Regions from separate parts of the Gossypium hirsutum genome. Here region 2 is linked to region 1. Evidence: chromatin contacts called from public Hi-C data. All regions are on one chromosome and are shown on one strand. Each heading gives the region's core, a stretch centred on a gene start, on an enhancer-like site or on the middle of the called end of the contact. The rest is flanking DNA. Distances are from core to core; before and after follow the strand shown.

Region 1 (5,195 bases), core at 1,425-3,924:
TGGGCTATGTGCGGAACCATCTTATAATTACTAATTTGAAAGGTTGTGTGCGAATCAGTGAGCAATATGTATATATTAGATGAATCATGACCTTTTGGTTCTACTTGAACTAAGTTGCGCGATAAATAATTTATGGATATGACTTATAGTCGAATGGTCACTATGGGTTAAGTTTGAATGGTGAAATGGAAATGTGATATGTTGAATGAAATGTGTTAATATATAATTAAATATGCATGATATTTGATGTATATCCGAGCTTAAAGACCCGCAGGCTTCGTGTTCATGAAATATCCAGGTTAAATCTCGCAGGCTTCGTGCTGGTATTATATCTGGGATAAATCTCACAGGCCTAGTGCTGGTATTATATTCGGGCCTTCGTGCTTAGCAGGCTTCGTGCCGGTGATGTGTATTCGGGCCTTCGTGCCTAGCAGTCTTCGTGCCGGTGATGTGTATTCGGGCCTTCGTGCCTAGCAGGCGTAATACCGGTGAAATGATATGTTATGTGAATTCGGTGTTCCTTGTAAGATAAGGGTTTAGCCGTATGTTAAAGATGAAATGATAGTGTATTGTATCATGCTTATATGGCCTAATGGCAAGTATAACATGTTGGTAAATATGCAATGTGCTTTTATAATCGAATGATAAGTTTGAAATGAATGTGAGTGAAATGTTATGCATAAGCTATCAAATGTTAAGTGTGAAAATGAGATGAAAGAAAAATGTTTGAGATGTATAATTATATATACGTTCGAATGATGTTAGTACTCAATTGATATGAATATGTTATATGGAACATGTTGATTTGATTATTCGGGCCTTTAAGCTTAGCAGACTATAATGTCGGTAAGATACTATTCGGGCTTTCGAGCCTAGCAGGCTATAAAGCCGGTGAAATGATATCGAGCCTCAAGCCTAGCAGGCAAAATGCCGGTGATTTGAGAAAAGCTTATGACTAAGGTACCTCGTGCTAGATTGTCAAATGAATACATTTAATACGTAAAGTGGGCCAGGTACGCAGTATGTACTCATATGTGAGTTTGATTTGAAGAGAATCATAAGGGAGTAATGTGATACTTATGTGAATAAATGTTAAAACTATACCTATGATCATGATACACCTGGTCAGGGTGTGAAAGTATGTAAGGGTATTTGATAAAAATATGTTATATGAATTCAGATTAAATGTGATAAGAATGTTGAACGTGCATTATGTACTTGTGTATATTCGGCCGGATGGCAATATCCCTAGAATTTGGCCTCTCAAGAAATTAAATAATCGAAGTATAATTGCGTTTATTTGTTTGCATTGCTTAAGACTTACTAAGCTTATGAAAGCTTACTCCGTTGTTACATTTCTCTGTTTTATAGATTGTTGACTTCAGTTACCGGTTCGGGTTGGAGTTCACCGGAGATATTATCACACTGTCGAGCTCACGTTATCGGTGTAAGTAAATACTAGTATTTCGAGTCTATGGCATGTATAGGGTTTTAATGTTTTGGACCTCGTAAGCTCATATATGGGATAAATTGCATGTGAAAAGAAAAGTTTTAAATTGATTGAAATTTTTCAGCACGGTTTTTGTGTGATTGATTGAGTTTAAGTCGGGTAACACCTTGAACCCTGTTCCGGTGAGGGATACGGGCGAGGGGTGTTACATTGTTCTTTGCAAGCAAAGCAATTCGAAGCGAGCGACTCCAAACAGTGTAATTTTCAACACCGGTCAAATGATGAAAAACAAGAATCGTTCCCGGTGTATCAGAAGGATGAAGAAACAACGGGTGATGAAAATCAACATCCTCCATGAAAAATGCCAACAAAAAAAAAGATAACAGGAAGAAATTGGGGAAAAAATGTGTGCCCTAGACGAAGAACGGTCAAACAAGACAAAGAGAAAAAATGGGGAACCAAAAAATCAGTACTAACCCAAGAAGAGAGAAAAAATGATACCCAAATTACCTAGAAAATGGCTCATATGATACCATGTAAAAATTTATCAGTATATTATTATAAAATTACAATTATTAATGTATTTATATAACTCATACATATATAACTGATTCATAACAAAAGAAACTAACTATTCTAACTGCTTCAACAGATTCCAACTCTTTCTACAATGACATCATTTCAGTCAACAATATTATTAGTATAATATATACAATTGATTGAGATAATAAAATATGCGTAATAAAATTAAAATGAATGAAACTATTTAAAGAAAACTTTAGTTGAGTGATAAATTTTAGGTTTTGCTAATCCAACTGACATAAACTCAAATCCCTTGCATGTGTATTTTTATTAATTTTTTTAAAAATTAAAAAAATTAAAATATCCTCCAATAACATAAATTATTTTAAATATAAAAAGATATTAAAGTAATTTTCCTTCCATTGCAATATCTAATATTACTGTCATTACTACTTTTACATTAACACGAACCATCTATTTAAAAAACTTAAACTTAATTGATTGGTGGTGTAGCCAACTCAAAACTTATAAATAAATAGTATAAATATAAATATTTAAAATTTATATAACATGAATTATTAATATATGTTAACTTAAATGATAAATAAAATGAAAAAGACAGGTCAACATAATAGCTTACGCAGATAATGGTGGCTGCTGTTAGTTTTATAGTATTAATAAATAGAATGGTTTTATTCAAATAAATAAATAAATAAAATGGTTTTATGGGAGGTTTTTTCTTTTGGTTTTTTGTGCTTGCAAACAAGTAGAAAAGTAAAAAGGAAGTTGTAATTTCCTATTAAATTTCTGTATTTTGTTTTTCAACCATTTATCAAGAAAAAGGGGGAGAGAGAGATAGAAAGAAAACGGAAGCTAGGAATTTTGGTAAAAGATAAACACAGCAACTCCTCCCCTTTCTCTGTCTTTCTTGCTTCTGCCAATAATTTTAGATCGAATCCCAAACGTAACTCTATTCTCTTTTGTGTTTTTTATTAGATTATTTTTTTGTTTCGTTTCTTAGAAGGAAAAAAAAAAGTCATTTATAAATTCAAGTGTTTGGGTACTTTGGGTTGTTTACGAAAAAGAACATGAGCAAAGAGATTGTAAAGGAAGAAGCGCCTTCGTCGTCCCCTGTTGTTTCGGGTAGCTTTGCTTCTCTGAGAAGCGTCCGATGGCGTATTAGTCTCGGTATTTTGCCTTCTTCTTCTTCAGTTGATGATCTTCGCAGGGTAACTGCCGATTCTCGCCGAAGGTGATTTTTTTTCCTTGATAAATATTCTAGTATTTTATTTATTTTTGGTTTTCTTTCCTTGTAAAGATTACCAGATTTTTTTATTATTATTTAATTTTAAATCCGGAACTTTTTTTTAACTCCTATTTTGATTTTTTTGTACAACACTCGAGCTGATTCTAGGTTAAAATTTACCCCCCAAAAAGAGAGAAGACAACTGTCTTTCTTTTTTTCTATTCCTATAACTTTTTTTTTCTTGTTCAAATTAGTTCTAAATTTTGCTCATTAAATTGCAATTGATTTTTTTTTCGTTTTTCATTTTTTTTGGAGTTAAAAACCAACAGTTATGGCCTCAAATCTCTGGTTTTATTGTAATTTAGATATGCTGGGTTGAGAAGGTGGCTGCTAGTGGATCCACATGTTCCAAAGGATGGAAGAAGTAAATCCCCTGATCTTGTCATGGACAATCCACTCTCTCAAAACCCAGGTAATTGCCAATGGTTCTTATTATTTTTCTTCATTATATTGGTTACCTATTTGTATTGTTGATTCATCAGTTTTTGTTTTGATAAGTAGTGCTATGTTTACCTCGCTATCTTATCTTGATTCACGTTGAACTTATGTAGAAAGTGTTTATGGGTCCAATGTTCGTTTCAGTTCCACAAAAAGGAGGCAAATCTCTTTGCCTCCTTTTCCAACCCATCCTGGTTGGTTGGTTGGTTTTGAAGCCAGGACTTGGAACTCGTCTTTGTCAATGGAAAATGTTCCATTAAACTCTCCAATACTTTAGGAATATTCTTCTTTGAGAAACTTAATGTTTTTTCATCATAATATACTCCCCTTTCTTTTAAAACTCTTTGTTGCTTGATCTTTACTGAAACAATATATAATTCTTAATGCAGACAGCACCTGGGGGCGATTCTTTCGGAATGCTGAGCTGGAAAAAATGGTTGACCACGATTTATCACGATTATATCCAGAACATGGAAGCTACTTCCAGACTCCTGGATGCCAGGGAATGCTGAGAAGAATATTGTTGTTGTGGTGCCTTAGGCATCCAGAGTATGGTTATAGACAAGGTTTTTTCCTAAGCACTTTTCCAGCATATTTATTAGTTTCTGTTCCTTCACATTTTAGATTTTGCAAGATTAAATCAGCAATGTGTTGCTGCCCTAATTATTGAGTGTTTTCTAGTACCTGAATCACTGCTTTTCATGGTAAGACATAAAAGTAACATGCTTGCCTTTACCTTAGGTGAAAGCCAGTTGGACTTGATAATGCAAATTTCTTTTTGTGGTCTGCAACGAAAAAGCCATTGGAAATTGTGTCACAATAAAGTCAACTAACTAGTAGTTCTTGCTATTTTATTATCCGAATCATCAAGCTGGCTCTTCATCTGTTTCTCTTTCCTGCTTGTTTGTAGGAATGCATGAACTCTTGGCACCTCTTCTGTATGTTCTTCATGTCGATGTTGAGCGTCTTTCGGAAGTGCGAAAGCTACATGAACACCATTTCATTGACAAATTTGATGGATTGTCATTTGAAGAAAATGATGTTACATACAATTTTGATTTTAAGAAGTTTTTAGATTCTATGGAAGATGAGATTGGATCTCAAGGTAATTCAAAGAAAGCTAGGAGTCTTGATGAGCTTGATCCTGAGATACAGACCATTGTATTGCTAAGTGATACTTATGGAGCTGAAGGTGAACTTGGTATTGTCTTGTCTGAGAAATTTACTGAACATGATGCCTACTGTATGTTTGAGGCTCTGATGAGTGGGGCTCATGGTTCAGTTGCTATGGCAGATTTCTTTTCTCCCATTCCTGCTGCTCAGTCCCAGAGTGGCTTGCCCCCTGTCATTGAAGCCTCAGCTGCATTATACCATTTACTGTCAATTGTTGATTCTTCCCTGCATAGCCATCTCGTCGAGCTTGGTGTTGAACCCCAGTATTTTGCACTTCGCTGGTTGCGGGTTTTATTTGGACGGGAG
Region 2 (5,195 bases), core at 1,841-4,340, 560 kb after region 1:
AAGTGAAATGCATCGGTATGCTTCCATGATCGGTTGAAAAGAAAAAAAAAATGAAAAACACTATATAATATTTTAAGGATTATAGAAATTCAAAAAAATATAATAAAAATTTCAAATTATTTCTAAATATTTCTAAATTTTTGAAAAAGAAAAAAAAAGCTTATTTCCAAATCCAGATTTACACCGCCAAACATAGGCACCTTATCTACAGCAGACTCATTTGACAAAGACTAACCCACTGGTTTAATGACCATGTTGAACATCGATTAGAATTTTTGGCCCGAATATATAGAACAGATCACTGGAATTAAAACCCATCATTCTACCAACAGGCCAAGACCAAAAGACAAAAATGTTGGGAGTCTAAAGATTATTTCATTCAGTTGAAACACTGCGCAAAAAATGAGACTTCCCTTCTAAGACTATCATTAACAGACGACTATCGGGTCTAGTTCTCCTGCCAGGACATGTAAATGTTCTTTTAGTCCTTCTTTGCCATCATATCTCCCACCTTCAATTCTCAGCAAAGTTTCTCGAAACTATATAATAGCTCATTTCTAAAGAATCATTTGAAGTTGGCATCTCAACTCTAGCAACCTATATATCACAAATCCTCGTCCTGTTTGTGCTGCCCCGTGCCAACTTTATCACATGATACAAAATATATTACTATTCCCAAGTTCTAATAAACAGCAGCAATTTAGGAGTTGAACTGGAACCTTCAATTTTCTTTAAAGTATTTTTTTAACTTCAGATTCCAACAATGAGCTCATGAGAGAAGCAAAAAAGTCATCAAATACACTTCTAGAGATGATACGAAAGAGCGTTCTTCATGCTGTTTTAGTAAAAGGATTTGGAAAAACAATAAAAGGAAAGTTACAAAACGAAACAAGGAAAAGCGACAAAGTTCAAAAGAATGCTAACTGCACAACTTTTAAAACTGAAGCCCATGCTCCCTAGCAGAATCAGCAAGGGCTTGTACACGTCCATGATAGGGATATCCACCTCTGTCAAAGGCAACCTTTGTGATCCCTATTTCCAAACAAGATTTTGCAATGAATTCACCAACTTTCTTCGCCACTTCCTGAAGCCAGAAGATTGAAAATTTTAGGCAATTTTATCAAATACATGTTGGAAATGGAATAAACCATGAGCAACACATCAAGCAGATTTGGGCTAAGGAAATTGTACAACAGATAGATCAAGCTCCACGCTGAAACAGAATGAAGGATGATGAGAAGTAAATTCAACTATGGACACAAACATAAACAAAACGAAATAACTATCAGCACAGACTCAACATGTATGGACTCAAATTCAAAATTGCAGGGAGAAGGTAATCGTAGGAGAGAATGGAAAATCAAGAATAATTGATAACTCCCCAAAGGGCCTAATTTTTGAGACAGTTGAAGGCTTAAATACCACTTCTTTCCATTTTTCTTCCATCCAGAACAATACTCACCAACAGAACTCAAGCACTTTTTTTCCTTTAGCATTTCTTTTGACCAATTGGAAATAAGAAGCACACCCAAAAAACATAAATAACTGCTTATTAAAGCAATTTATATGCTTAAGTAAAACAAGCAGGCCAATCAAAAACCCTTTAGTTATCATTCAGAGCCAGAGCAATGAATGAAAGCCAGGTAGAAAAAGCTGAAAATGATTCAGTTGACAACTAATTTTATCTATGAACTCACAATGGTAGGACCCGATGTGTAGTTGAACTCCTCACAAATCGGTTTCTGCATTGTTGAAGCAGAAGCTAGTGTGTGCATCTTTGAGTCATCAATGACCTGGACATAGAGATGCTTGTTGGAACGGAAGACACACAGTCTTGGTCTATCTGGTGTCCCTTCAATCTACAAAAGCAAGAAACCCCCTGTAGTAAGATAGGGGATACTCTGTATGCTTGAGGGACTTAAACCATAGTAACCAAAGCCAATAGATTTCACTATAACAATATCAAATCCATTCGGAGAGGAAACCGACCATTAAGAAAGATGATGATGATGATGATGATCAAAAGAATCTCATTTATCCGCCCATCCCCCTCTTTTCTAACTTATTAAAGATGAAGTTTACACGAACTCCCATCAATTCTTCTATATAAGAAGAAGAAAATATTATAGCTCTTATTTGTTTCTTTGGCACATAAAATAGCATGGCTCTTACAAAGTTTTACCACAGCTTAAGATAACAGGGTTCCTTAATCTAATATATCCTATGGACAAAATAATCTAACCCCATTTGGTCCCAAAACATGTACGGAAACATCATTTTTAATAAATGAGTAAATTTGAAAGATAAACAGTACTTGATAAGCTAAGAAATGGAGATAAATGTAAAAGGAATTTGCATTTTCTTAATGAGAGTATAACTGAGATAAGAAATAGGATTCGCTTTAAACAAATAAAATATCATGCTTAAAAAGAAACAGTCGTAACCTTCTTCCTAATGCGAGAATGGCGGGCCTCACGATCTTCTGTTCGGGTGCGAGCTTTGGCTTGAACATTGAGGAAGACAGAGGGTAAAGATGGCTGAGGGTTTGACATTGACAGCCTCAAGGGAACTCCTAAAAAAGAAGTCTGTTTATGATTGAGAGAACCAGCAAACTGTAATCCCGTACTGACAGTCATAGTCATAGCCGTTGCAGTAATTGCCATACCCAGTTGAGATTCGAGATTCCTTAATGCTGTCTGTCTGCGTTTCAATTTAAACAAATATCATCAAAAAACATAACCATGATTATCATTCATTTATTATTAAACAGAAGAAACAATACGTCATACCTGCTTTCCAAGGCTTTAAAATGGGGCTGTACTGGAAGGCAAAGCAAAGAAAGCAAGTGTGGATAGTGTGCTATGAGTGTTGCAGTGAGAGGGGAGTGAAGTCTGGGAGGAGCGAGATTTGGATAAGAAAAGGGATAAAGCGTATGAATGAAATAAAGGGAATGTCCTCGGCCAGTTCGGCCTTGTTTGCCTGAACACCATCTCCTGTTCTCATCCCTTGCGTGCTGGTCCCATCACCTTCCGCCTCAACTCAAAAACCGAAGCCCAACCCAATATCATAATTTTACATTATATACTATTTCTAAGCCACTGTTAAAATCAATTCACATAACACATAATTAGGGGAATAGGTAGGGGATAGTAGGCCCCCTAAAATTTTTTAAAATTTAAAATTAATAAAGATAATATTATATTTTGATTCCCTAAAAATAATAAAAATTAGATTTAATCTTTCAAAATTTATAAAGATATAGATTATTAAAATGGTAAAATCATATTTTTATTATCGTAAAAATTACAATTTAATTTTAACCCCTACAAGAATTTCTAACTTTGCCCCTGCACGTAACAGCTTTTCATTTAATTTTATCATATATTAAAAATTTATATAAACTGATAAAATTCATAAATATTTATAAATATTATAATAAATCTTAAAATTAATAAAAACATATTAAAATATTTAAAACATTTTATAAACTTATCCAACTTATAAAAAAAATTATAAAAAATAATAAAATTTGTAATAAATTATCAATATTTAAAAACTTATAAAAATCATAATAAGTCCTAATAAATTAAATATATAATTTTTAATAAAAATATAAAATAAATAAAAAATCATAATTCATTTATTGGTTTCTCATTTTGAAAATTAATGTGACATTATACTAACCATTGGATAATGGGAATAGTTGCCTAAACCAATGTTATACGAGACTGTATCAGTCGGTCAGATTAGTTGGACTAAGAATTGAAAAGGGTACTAGTCCAGAGAAAGTCACTAAATCAGTTGACTCAAAAATCGATACAGATGGGTTGAACAGGCAATTGAACCAAATTTTTATTTTTTTAATATTTTTAAATTTTTAATGATTTCTTTAATCGAATCAACGATCAAGTAACCTAATTGATTTGACCACGGTCCGATTTTAAAAACCTTAGTTAGAATATTTCATTACGACATGCTAATGAAGTTTTGATTTTATAGTATCTAACTGTACTAAAATTACTTTATGTTATACAATACTTAACTAACAATTTTTAACTTTTCAATGTCCAAACTATTGCACTATAGTTCAAAAATTGGAGATAAAAATTTTAAAAACAATATAATAATTTATCAATAAAATTGAGGTCTCACAATTATCGTTTTATTTATAGAAGATTGAGAACATTTTATTCAAAATGAAAATTATGCTAATGATATGAGGATTCTCATTTCAACATTTGGTTTGATACCATGTGTTCATTATAATTTTAACGGTTTAAATGATTTTTTTTATATATATTTTTTATATTTTTTCAATTTATTAGAATTTTTTATATTGTTTATAAGTTTTATAAAATTTTAAATATTTTGAATATGTTTCAGTAATTTTATAAACAAATTATATTTTTTTTTATAATTTTTATAAGTTTATACAATTTTTTTATATAATTTTTATAAGTATATATCAATTTTAATAATTTTATGAGAAAATATAATATTAAACCAGGATCTATCACGTATCATCATCTAATTAGTTTGTCAATTGAATTTAATGGTGATAAATGCCAAAAGTAACATGTTTTAACATCATTCTTAATGTGTTTTTGGATGATTATTCGATTTAAAATGGTGGATTTTATGCTTCTAATCATTGAAATTCATGTTTCTATACTTAAAAGAGTATTTGGGAGCAAAAGGAGCGAAAAACGAGCAAAAATTGGGAAATGGAGTAAGCTTCAGAAGCCACAAGGGCTGGGTCATTCCACACGGGCTGGACACACAACCATGTGAGCCACATGGCCAAGTGTTAGATCGTGTGGGTTTCGCAAATCGCACTTTGAACATGCGAAAAAAGACAATTTTTAGGTTTTTTGGGCATTCTGTGACCTATATATGACAAAAATAAGAAGATAAGAGAGAGTCGTCAGAGAATACTCAATAAAATGACTCGAAAAACACCATTGAAGCCGAATCTAAAGCAGATTTCCATCAAGATTGAAAATCTCCTCTTGATTCCTTTGAAGTTTATTATGAGCTTTTTATTTCTTGTGGTTATATTGCCTTCTGGATGTTTTTATTTGCGATTATAAACTAATTTTCCAAATGCCTAAGGAGATGAACCTTACAATGGGTTCTGTTATTTGATTTCAATTTTTACGCAATAAATACTTGGTTTAAAATTTCTAAATTATTAA

Evidence for each region. A called contact is a pair of places that touch in the nucleus more often than the background predicts.
Region 2: a Hi-C map of leaf shows a contact between it and region 1, with 4 times the contacts expected there. The contact joins the promoter of LOC107913961 here to the promoter of LOC107924207 in region 1. A contact is called at or near these places in 11 of 34 Hi-C or Micro-C datasets (callus, hypocotyl, leaf and 1 more).

What each region holds. Positions count from the first base shown.
Region 1 is chrA08:22,799,973-22,805,167 of Gossypium_hirsutum_v2.1, forward strand. LOC107924207 reads left to right here and starts at 2,675. Exons shown (of 5, transcript XM_016854580.2): 1 at 2,675-3,224; 2 at 3,584-3,690; 3 at 4,106-4,282; 4 at 4,627-5,195. The coding sequence starts at 3,061. LOC121205006 reads right to left here and starts at 1,806. Exons shown (of 6, transcript XM_041075937.1): 1 at 1,660-1,806. The coding sequence starts at 1,806.
Region 2 is chrA08:23,355,221-23,360,415 of Gossypium_hirsutum_v2.1, forward strand. It overlaps LOC107913961 (50S ribosomal protein L18, chloroplastic), which reads right to left and starts at 3,091. Exons shown (of 4, transcript XM_016842687.2): 1 at 2,790-3,091; 2 at 2,445-2,700; 3 at 1,698-1,859; 4 at 708-1,084. The coding sequence starts at 2,663. The coding sequence ends at 935.